Regions from separate parts of the Sus scrofa genome. Here region 1 is linked to region 2. Evidence: chromatin contacts called from public HiChIP or PLAC-seq data. All regions are on one chromosome and are shown on one strand. Each heading gives the region's core, a stretch centred on a gene start, on an enhancer-like site or on the middle of the called end of the contact. The rest is flanking DNA. Distances are from core to core; before and after follow the strand shown.

Evidence for each region. HiChIP or PLAC-seq counts read pairs in DNA pulled down with a chosen protein or histone mark.
Region 1: a contact with region 2 is called in an H3K27ac HiChIP or PLAC-seq map of skeletal muscle. The contact joins two enhancer-like sites. A contact is called at or near these places in 2 of 47 Hi-C or Micro-C datasets (both in embryonic fibroblasts) and 1 of 2 datasets of contacts at active chromatin or transcription factors (skeletal muscle).

The regions. Positions count from the first base shown.
Region 1 is chr15:70,005,318-70,010,547 of Sscrofa11.1, forward strand. No RefSeq gene overlaps it. Among named protein-coding and RNA genes, the nearest start is that of FIGN, 390 kb to the right of the region's middle. Within about 2 kb of position 2,359, at least 39 of the 83 cell types and tissues checked have an H3K27ac peak or open chromatin away from gene starts, as enhancers often do. A contact at or near this core is called in skeletal muscle, where this site is marked.
Region 2 is chr15:69,843,336-69,848,430 of Sscrofa11.1, forward strand. No RefSeq gene overlaps it. Among named protein-coding and RNA genes, the nearest start is that of KCNH7, 290 kb to the left of the region's middle. Within about 2 kb of position 2,141, at least 1 of the 83 cell types and tissues checked has an H3K27ac peak or open chromatin away from gene starts, as enhancers often do. A contact at or near this core is called in skeletal muscle, where this site is marked.

The DNA of each region.
Region 1 (5,230 bases), core at 1,109-3,608, 160 kb after region 2:
TGAATGAATAAAGCTTTGGTTTTTCTTTAATTAAAAGAGCCAATGAAGAACAAAACCCCATGTACATGTTAAGAGACAAATTAAAAACTACATCAAAATCTTAAAATTATACTTTATAAAAATATAAAATGTCTAAATGAAATTGGAGACACAAAAATTCTATTTACTCAGCTCACCACAGAAGTATAAACACTTCATTCTTCTTTCTTTTTTTTAAGCCACTTAAAGAATACTCTAAATGCAGTGTAAGTTTCCACTTACTCTCACATATCATTTATAATAAATCCTTCGATTTCACATTGAAAAAAGTATTTAAATGAGTCGATAGGGTTAATTCTCTTAATTATCTTTAAGAAAATTCTTTTCGAAATTTTGCAAAATGCTACATTATGTTACTGAAATATATAAAACAATTTATCTACATGTAGTCTAATTGTTTTTCTAATACAAATGAATATCTTGATCACATTCATTTATGCAACAAATGTAATCTTACTTGTAATTATTCCACTCCATTTCAAAAAAAAATAAAATAAAATGTAATGCATTTCAAAATTTCTATACACTTTTTTCATCAGATCAAATAATTACCTCTCCTAATTTAAGGCACTATGTTCGTTCGTTCTATCCCTCTTAAATTTTTTTTAATTTCCCCATTTAATTAAAACCAATTATCTTATATACACAAGTTTAAATTTTGAAGTTTGACTTACTTGTTCTTCCCAACCAAAAATGCACTTACTTAAAGCTAATTGTGAGTTTGGTAGCCTCCAGACTATGAAGAAATCCCCAGTTTTGCCCTTCAGGAGCTTATACTTAAAAACAAAATAACTCTATTTATTTCTCCAGCAAGTGAACAACGTGTCTAAACCCTTCGATTGTTAAAGGCCAAATGTATGAAGAAATACACAGCTGTATGGCAGAGTTAAAGTTCATATACATGAAATATTGTAAACTTTTAGGGTAGAATTTAACAGTCATATGGGATAGGCAAACAGGTTGGCTATAAATGTAAAAAAATGTACAATTAGTTTTGCTTGAACATTGACTAGAGGAGAGAAATCCATACTAAAAAAAGGCTTATTGATTTTTTTCGTATATCTAATTAAAGAAAATAAAGTTGAATGCTTTCTTTCACCCTGACTTCCAAAAATATGGGGAAAAAATATTATAAAGATGTGCATCGCACATATAACCTTGCCCTGTATAGTTTTCATAAGAGAAAAGCAAATAAATAGCAATTGTCACTACTCTAAATGCACTGCCGCGCTCCCTAAGATTTATCTCTACTCCTTCCCTCATTTATTATTGCCGGTAAACTATGTATTTGCCACTAACACTGTCTGAATAGATTTGAAACAGTAAGTATAACAGGCTCAAATGGACAGTGCCTATTATCCCTTCCCTCTTCTCTCTTGCCCTTTAATGGCCTATAACTTCATTCAATCTGTAGCTACATTTGTGTTCCTTTTACAACAAAAAGGGTCATAATGTTGTCTCTGATAATACTGAAATTGCCTCATTTGTTCATCTTCTTTCAGTGCCTTGGAGCTGGTCACCCTCTCAACTGATGCCTAGATTTATACCCATCAACTTTGAAATTTAAGGTCTTGTTTAGTCACTGGCAATCTCACCCACAAAATGCCTTGGGATTCGATGAACCAACCGGGAGACAGATGCCCAGGGAGGCCCAGGTCTAACTGGCTCTGGGAACTCACGCCTGAGGCGGCAGGGACACCTACTAGAACAAATCCGGGTGTCATTCTCCTGCATCGCAGGAAAAGAAAGGCGGCTTTGCCAATCCCCAAGGCAAGGGAGGGAGCAGTCGGTCAGCTGACACTGAGAAGGCGAGAGTGAAGGAATGAGAAGAATGTGCTTGCTCAGAAGATGGGAGCGATAGGGACTCCCCACTCCGACCCCAGTGCGTTGGCACCGGGAGAAGCCTGGCCTCCCCTCAGCTGTTGCCACTGGGGCTGTCACCGCGGCGGCCGCTGCCCGCGACAGCGCCGCGGGAGCGGTGATGCCGGCGCTGAACTGGCCACCGCCGCTGCTTCTGCCTTGACTGTTGCCCCTGACCCTTCTGCTTCTTCTTTCTTGATTTTAGAATCAGCTTTTCTTTTCTTTTCTTTTCTGTTTGTTTGTTTGTTTTGTTTTTAATCCTGGCAGTACCTCTTGGAAAAAGCAGAAAATAGCCTCCACATTTGTCAGAGAGAAGGGAGCCCAGAGAGGAAGGGTAGGGTGAAGTTGTTAAGGCTTCTAAGCAAGCTGGGATTCTGGGGCCCCTTCTGTCTTTTCTCCCTCGCTCTGGTTAGCATTTTCCCTCCTGCTGCAGCAGTGCTTTGTCAGCCTTGGGCTGGGAACTAACTGTGAACGTAGTCTCCTCCTCCTTCCTGACTTTTGAGGATGCTTCACCCCTCGCCCCTCCAACAAGGAGAAAAATACCAAAGGTATAAAAAGGGAAGTAAATCCTCCAAGAGAACTTTGTCTTTGACAATCCAAATTTTACTGGTATTCCTGTAAGAGAAAATGGATCTTTTCAAGTCCTAGGACAATAAAATAAAATTCAAATGGATGAATATGGCAGGTTGGGGAGCAATTAACACTAATTTGGAAGAGCTCTTCTTGAGGATTTTCTTGACCTGACCATTCATGTTACTTCCCTTTCTAAGATCTTCTTCCCCTTTCAAGGCTAAAAGCTGGGTATGATTCAGCTCATAAAAATATGTCACAGCAATTGGAATTTACCCTTTGACCTTCTCTCACCACCACCTCCACTACACACCACACACACACACACATTCACACACAAGTTGCAATTCACTAGCTAGCCTTGTTTTTACTAAACAGATGGCTGTGTTACTGGTGAAAACTGCCTTTTTGCACAAGATAAAACTTCTAAGATCTTAGGATAGGAGCTATTTGCAAGAGGAGCTCAAAGCCACATTTTCTTTGGTGCATATGTGAATTCTGAAATAGTTTGGGCAATAGAGTGGTAGATTATTTACCTATTTGGTAAGCAGAGGCACAAAAAAAAAAAAACTGTCAGTAAATAGCAGTCTTTAACATCATTCTTCTCTATGAAATTTGTTTTTGTGGGTCAATTATGGATGATTACATTCAGCATTTAAAGTTCATAAGCATAATTCTTTCAGGGAATCAAGTGACTCGATTTAAAACACATAGGAAAGGGACAGAAAGCTGAGTCTAAAATGTATGAGGAGAGTTTTTTAGTTTTTCTAAAATCCTGTTCACCTTTCCAAATAATTTTTCCTTGCCTTTGTGTTGTGAAAGCCCCATTACCAGCTATGGAAAAAAAAATAGTGCTAAATGTTTTGTACAATTTCTTTTTGTGTGTATGAAGCTTGAAAAGTCAAGAAAATGTGCAAAATACTGAATCAGGCCACCAGGGCCAGTTCAAATGCACAGAGAGGCATTTTTACTGCATTATTTGAACTATTATTAAATAAAATGCTTTCTTCCCCAGAACTTGGCTAAGTACTAATTTTCCAAAACACGAATTTGATTTCTGGTGGGAAGTTAGAAATAATTTGAATGCATGACTACATCCTTGTACCCTCTCAAATTAACAGTGTTCCCTGGGCCCCACCCGACATCCTGAGAATGGTGCAGACTCAGATCACATTGGGAGAGCTTAAAGTGTCCAGGAAGCATTTGAATCTAGAGGTCTGAGAACATAAGCAAGTTTAAACATTGTTTTATCCATGAATGTGGGGACTAGAAATAATAAATTGAAACAGTTACTGGCAATACATTACCAAATGCCTAAGTAGTGACTAACTGACAAGTTAAAAAAGAAATTGCCAGACGGGAATTAAGTAGTTTTTAACATTAAAATAATTGTACTCATCTTTTTTGAAACAATCATTTTGCTCCTCTGTGTTTGCATAACATGCTGGGAACAGTAACATGCTTGAACTCAGAAGTTACAATAAGAATAACAAGGCATAAAAAACAATGTAAGCTCTTTCCTAAGTAATTCAGCAGGGTTTTTTCCACAAATCTGGAGGAAAAACCTCACATTTTCTGCAGTGCTTATTCACATTCGCTAATGCTTTCTCTGCTTGGCACAGCATTGATGATAATTTAACTTTCAGTTTTTAGGTAACAACAATTTTTCTCTATTGTTGCCATGTGATGATTAAGGTTTGGGGGGTTTCCTTCTGTTTATACTCTCCATTTTGTTTGGAGTTAATAGATAACTGCAAATATACCTGGATGCTCTATATCACTTACTAGCTTAGTGGTAGTCTGCCATTTTTATTGAAACTTGGGCACCAACTGCTGGTTGGAAACATTTTTCATGGAATTCTTTGTAATTTAAATAAACTACTACTTCAAGATTTGCCATGTGTCCCTTAGTCATCTTTAAGGCACAGAATTTCACATACTTTTTGTGAGCTTTGACTCTGAAATATCTGTCTCATATATGCAATCTCTAAACTCAATGCAGTTTTATTGACCTTCAGCAAATTAGGGCAGAAATGTGTGTTTTGAAGGTTTGTGTGATGATTCAACTTATGCAAAAAACAAAACTCATTTTGAAAAATCAAGCCTATATTAATTTTCTGCTCTTTTTACTGGAGACCTGTTTTAAAAGGTCTCTGTGTGGGTTTCTTGTAATGAACATCACACAGAGGGGGTAAAAAATTGCTGTTCCCTTTGGCATTTCTCCTCTTAAGGTGGTAGAAAAATATGCATCCGCTTTTCCCGTGGAGAGGGAGATAATATGATAACCTTCTGATTATATACATAAGCGGAAACTGATCAGCTTCTCTTGTGGTTCGTTTTTTTAAGGGCAAGTTCCAGTTGGATTGTGCTAATGCACATATTCATGAATCTCTCCAAACAGGATTCACAGCTCTCCAGGGAACCCTTGAAGTATGCATCATTGTTTCAATGAAGTATCTTCATTATAAAACATAGGGACTATAAAAGGTGAATACCATTTGCCTCAGCCTAATATAATCTCTGGTCTGACTTTTCTGGACTATGATTTTTTTTTTCCTTCTTTTCTTTCTTTTGCCTCCCCTTCTTCCTTTCTTTCTTCCTTTTCTTTCCTTCTTTTTTTTTTTTTTTGGAAATGAGAAAATGACAAAAAATCAAATTAGATAGGCGAAATCGAGGAAAAAATGCTTTTGCTTAAGAAGTTAAACTTAATCTCCTTTGAAATGCTGTATAGGTAGGGATAGGAAAGGTAACTCCAAAATCC
Region 2 (5,095 bases), core at 891-3,390:
GATTTGCATACAGTTCAATTGTTTCTAGAGCAGCCTCCAGAGGAGCATTTTTAGGCATACAGAGCATGTTTTTCTGAACAAAGTACCTTTGAGTGCAAAGTATAAAAGAAGAGTCAAAGAGTACAGTTTGTCCCCACAGATGTTCCAATAGTTCCCTCTGGGAAATAAATCCAGGGCAGCAAAAGTTGGTGGTAACTGAGGTACTGGATATTATGAAGACAGTAGGTGAGTGGAGGCATGAATGTGGGTACCATATTGGGGATGGTGAACAGGTGAACAAAGAGAAATCCAAGTTTCTGGAGCCAAATCCTCCAGCAGAGACAGGAGACACTCAAGAGAGAAAAGTTTAGCCACATATGTGCAGGCATAGTTTTTATAAACCAACAGGAGAGCAGGTGCAACACAAAGAACATAAGCTACACCAAATGCTCACTACCCACGCTGAAAGGGGACACTTAAATAGCAACAACTGTCTGTTTCCATCTTAAGGACTGTATTCCTTTCCTGCAGGCTACAAAACTCACTGTGTTATTAAGTTTTCACAAAAACAAGGTAGAAATTCTAGTTTTATAGTTTCTAGAAGACAATTGATCTATTTATTGTCTGCTTGCTTCAGCTCCAAGGAACCAGCAGTGTTTACTCAGACACAAGCAAGAGCACTCTGCCTTCCCTTTGATCTGCATCAACCATGCAAATCAGCATTCTCTCAATTTCCCAGGACCTGAAGCCAAGCCAAGCCAAGCCAACAGGAGGCTTGAGGACTGTACATCTGCCCTTTTTTCATTGTGTTCTTGGTTATTTTTCCTGAGAACTTTCAGAGAATGTTAGCTGCAGACAGATGCCTCTGTTCTCTTAGCTGATGCAGCACAGAAAAATAAAACTGGGCAAAATTAGAAAGCACTAGTGCAAATTTGATTTTCATCTGGTGAAAATTTTCTCAATCCAACACATTAAATTTTTTTCACATTTGTTCTAAATTCAAATATTTTAAGCCCTTCTTTAGGACATTACAATTTAAAACGAAGAAGTTAAAATCTTACCTCCAAGAGTAGCTATTTGTTTCCTAATGACATTTGTGCTCAAAGTACAGAATCACTCTTAAGGGCTTTTCTCTGGGTTATAGGGGTAGTTTCCTGATCTGCTATCTATTTCTGATTATTCTTAAGAGGCTTTTCAGAAAAAATAAGATCATTGTTTAAGATTTCAGCACCATTGCGAGCTCAGCTTTCTCTCTCTCGTGTGTAGATGAGTACTTCATATTACAGACATAATCTTGCTCCATTTACCTTGAGTGAGTAATGTCTAAGAGGCTGGGCCTCTGGGCAAATGAACCATGCTATTGAGGCAGTAAGAGCTGCAGTCAAACCAACCTGTCTTGTCAAGAATAACAGCAATGGGAGTTCCCATCGTGGCGCAGTGGTTAACGAATCCGACTAGGAACCATGAGGTTGCGGGTTCGGTCCCTGCCCTTGCTCAGTGGGTTAACGATCCCGCGTTGCCGTGAGCTGTGGTGTAGGTTGCAGACGCGGCTCGGATCCCACGTTGCTGTGGCTCTGGCGTAGGCCGGTGGCTACAGCTCCGATTCAACCCCTAGCCTGGGAACCTCCATATGCCGCGGGAGCGGCCCAAGAAATAGCAACAACAACAACAAAAAGACAAAAAAAAAAAAAAAAAGAATAACAGCAATGGAGAAAGATCATGTGATTGTATTGCGTAAGATTTTTTTAAATGCTACTTGGGCATAAATAATACAATAGTTCCAGGTCATGTTCAAACATGTATTCCTTAATTCTGACTTTGAAAAAGAAAAAAAAACCTCAAAATTAAAGTTAGTCTCTTTTCCTGCTAGACTGAGCAAAATCTGAGCAAGAGAATCATTGACCAGAGATGTTTTTATATTGTGTCCACCTTTGGGGTCTCTTTAAAAACATTCAGGGGCAATAAATGCTTTTTTAAAAAACTGACTAAGTTTAACTCACATGATTTAAAAATAAGAAAAAAACTTTTTCACTTTTTTTCTCTGGAAAGTCACATAAAGACTCTCATTCAAGCAGGAAGAAAATGGATAGTATGTTTGGATATCACCAGACAGTTTGCCAATGACTTACGTGCTGTGTTTCTCAACTCTCTGAAGTTGGCAGGGCAGGATAGGTACAATATTGTTTTCTCCAGTTTATAGCTGGGAATAAAACAGATTCAAGGAGATGACATGATGGGCACAAGGACATATAGCTTATAATTGGTGTAGTCATATTGAACTCTGGTGTCTTGAATGTCTCCCAAGTTTCTGGTGAGTATGTAAATGCTGTTTCATTTACAGAATATGAACATTCCTGTGAAGAAGCCTGTCTTACCCTGAGCTGATCTCTATAGCTAAGCTGCTATCTTTTGAATGTCATCACAGTGTCATTATATTATCCTCTGGCTGGGAGACCAAAGTATCTATTTTATTCCACATAATGTAGAAGAGAGAGTACTCAGGAATTATAGTATTCCAGAGTAATGGCACAGAGCCTATCATGACCTTTCAGTGAACTTGAGCCTGTGCAGCAGGTTGGGGAGCCCCAGAGTGGTCAGGTGACCACACTGCCATCTGCAGTTTCTAGACCGGTCATCTGGCCAGTGTTGACCTTTCGGAACATGATCCAGTGAAATCCAAACCCTGAGAGCGGCTGGCAGGCAAAATCGGCTCCTCAATGTCAGTTTCACTGCTGAGTCGTTTAATTGTCCACTACAACTTGTAAAGGGCCCATTAGACTCAGGTCATGAACCTCCCATTTAGCATTAATGGATAATCAAATCCTATTTGATTGGAAATGCTTTTGTCTTAATTGTATTTCCTTCATAATTATAAATACCTAACATTTTGGTAACAAACATAAAAGAACATAAAGTTTATAAGTCCCATTTTAAGAGACTAACACCTCTTTCTGAAGGTGCTCCATCAAAAAATGAAATTTTATTAAAATTATACCCCCAAACTAAATAATAATAATACACATTGCAATAGTGTTTCAGTATATTAACAAACTGGATTTTAATAATTTACTCTCTGATGACATTTTTAAAAACAAAGCTTAAATTATTTTTCCTGCAGGAAATGGATTTCTCTCCATCTTGTATATCCTTAAAACTTACATTTCTTCACTCATTCTTTCACCAAAAATTTATTGAGCATCTACCAGATGCTATATACTATGCTATCCACCAGGACAGCAAAGATGAACAACACCCTGTTGTTACTCATATAACACAAGGAGCCTGCAACTTAGCTGGGATGAAAGACCTATAAAGATATAACTATAATAAATATTGAAAAGAAACAGGATTTTTATATGGGATAACAGAGTATATGAGGCTGATAGCCTCAAGAATAAAAAAGTTAAGGAAAGCTTAGAACATGTTGAATTTAAGCTGCTAATGAAAATGCAAGAGGAAATCATTAGAAGGCAAACAATCTCAGGAGTGAAGTTAAGCTGTTGTTATATATGTTCGAATATGCTTCATATAATCAGTAATTTAAGCCATGGAAGGTTATGACAGAAAGAAAGAAGGAAGTTCAAGGGGAAATCTTTGAAGAAAATCTTTATTTAAGGTATAAAACAAATTACAATTAGAGAAATAAAATGAAAACCCTGACAGCACACTATGATTGCCACTAAAGGATTGAAGAGTTTGAAATGTGAGAAATATAGAAAAGTAATCATGATACTTAAGTAGCTAACAGTGATAACATTACCCAAAAGCCATAGAAGTTGGAAAACCCATTTGTCTTGATTAGAACTTGAAGACCTTGGGCCCAAAATACTACCTAATACTAATTTCCTTTGGGTCCAGAAGCAGTAGTTTATTTAGTCCAGACCTACCTTATTCCAAATCTGAAATAAAGATAGGATGTGAAAGTTCTAACGATCTCCCTTTTCATGAGTTACCAGAATAGGAGAAAAGCGGTTTCCTGAAAAAAAGGTACTCTATAAATTTAAGATGTTTCATTGTTCCAAGTGACCCATATATATAGTTATAAGGCTAAGACTATTGGAAGTGAAAATTGTGATCTAAATAGCCAGCATTTCTTTAATTATGTGACTATCCATAAGTTGTATATATCTGTACATAACGTGTTCTTTAAAAACGTGTACCACATAACTCTAAGGTAATTCTCCAAAGAGGCTATTAGTCTGTTGTGTCACAGGATATTATGTTATTAATAACACAAAGATGAAAGAAAATTGTCCAGTTAATGTGGTTAGCTAGAGACACAAATTGAGAGTCAAGATTCATTGGTTCTATTTTGAGCTCCACCACTGACTCTGAGCTTTCAGAAGTCACATATTCTTCAAAATAATATTGATCCCTCACAAAGGTACAGGATTTTAAAACCAGATAATTTTAAAGTTCCTTGATACCTTCTGAAGTACAGCATTAATTTTTTTTTCAATTAACAAGGGATTTACAAGTTTCCAAAAGTGCTTGTCAAGTGTGTTCTATTATGTACCTACATCATTAAGAAGAGCTTTGAAATATTTTATAATTATATAGAGACATTTTTAAAAGATACATTTCCTAAATGATCCATGAATTAAAATATCATGAACATGATCTAATTTGCACAAGGACTAGGATGTGAAGTGGATACTCTAGCAACAGTTCAAACAAATAAAAGGTAATAAATATATTATGGCTGTGTTTTAAAATAAATGTACACATTAAGTGCAAACTTCTATAAAATATTAAACTAATGTTATTTTAATTTTGAGACAACTTATAGTATCACACTGATGTTTTCAAATTTAATCAGGAATATAGTGTATAGAACTTGAATGACTGACAAATTTCCTATGAAGGCTGCCAATTAGACTTGTATGGGTGGACGAAGGCTCCAAGAGTTTTCCTTTTACTTCTGTTTCTCTGTTGGTGTTCCTTTCAAGCTGTTGGAGCTTGAGAAAAACCTAAGCTTTGGTATTTTTAATACCTTTAATTTTCCTATATGGAGTCAAGGTCTGAAAATTCAAAATAGGTAAAACTCCATGGGACCTGACATGATTCAGTTAATGTTATGACTGGGTAATGATCCACAACTTAATACCAATAACAG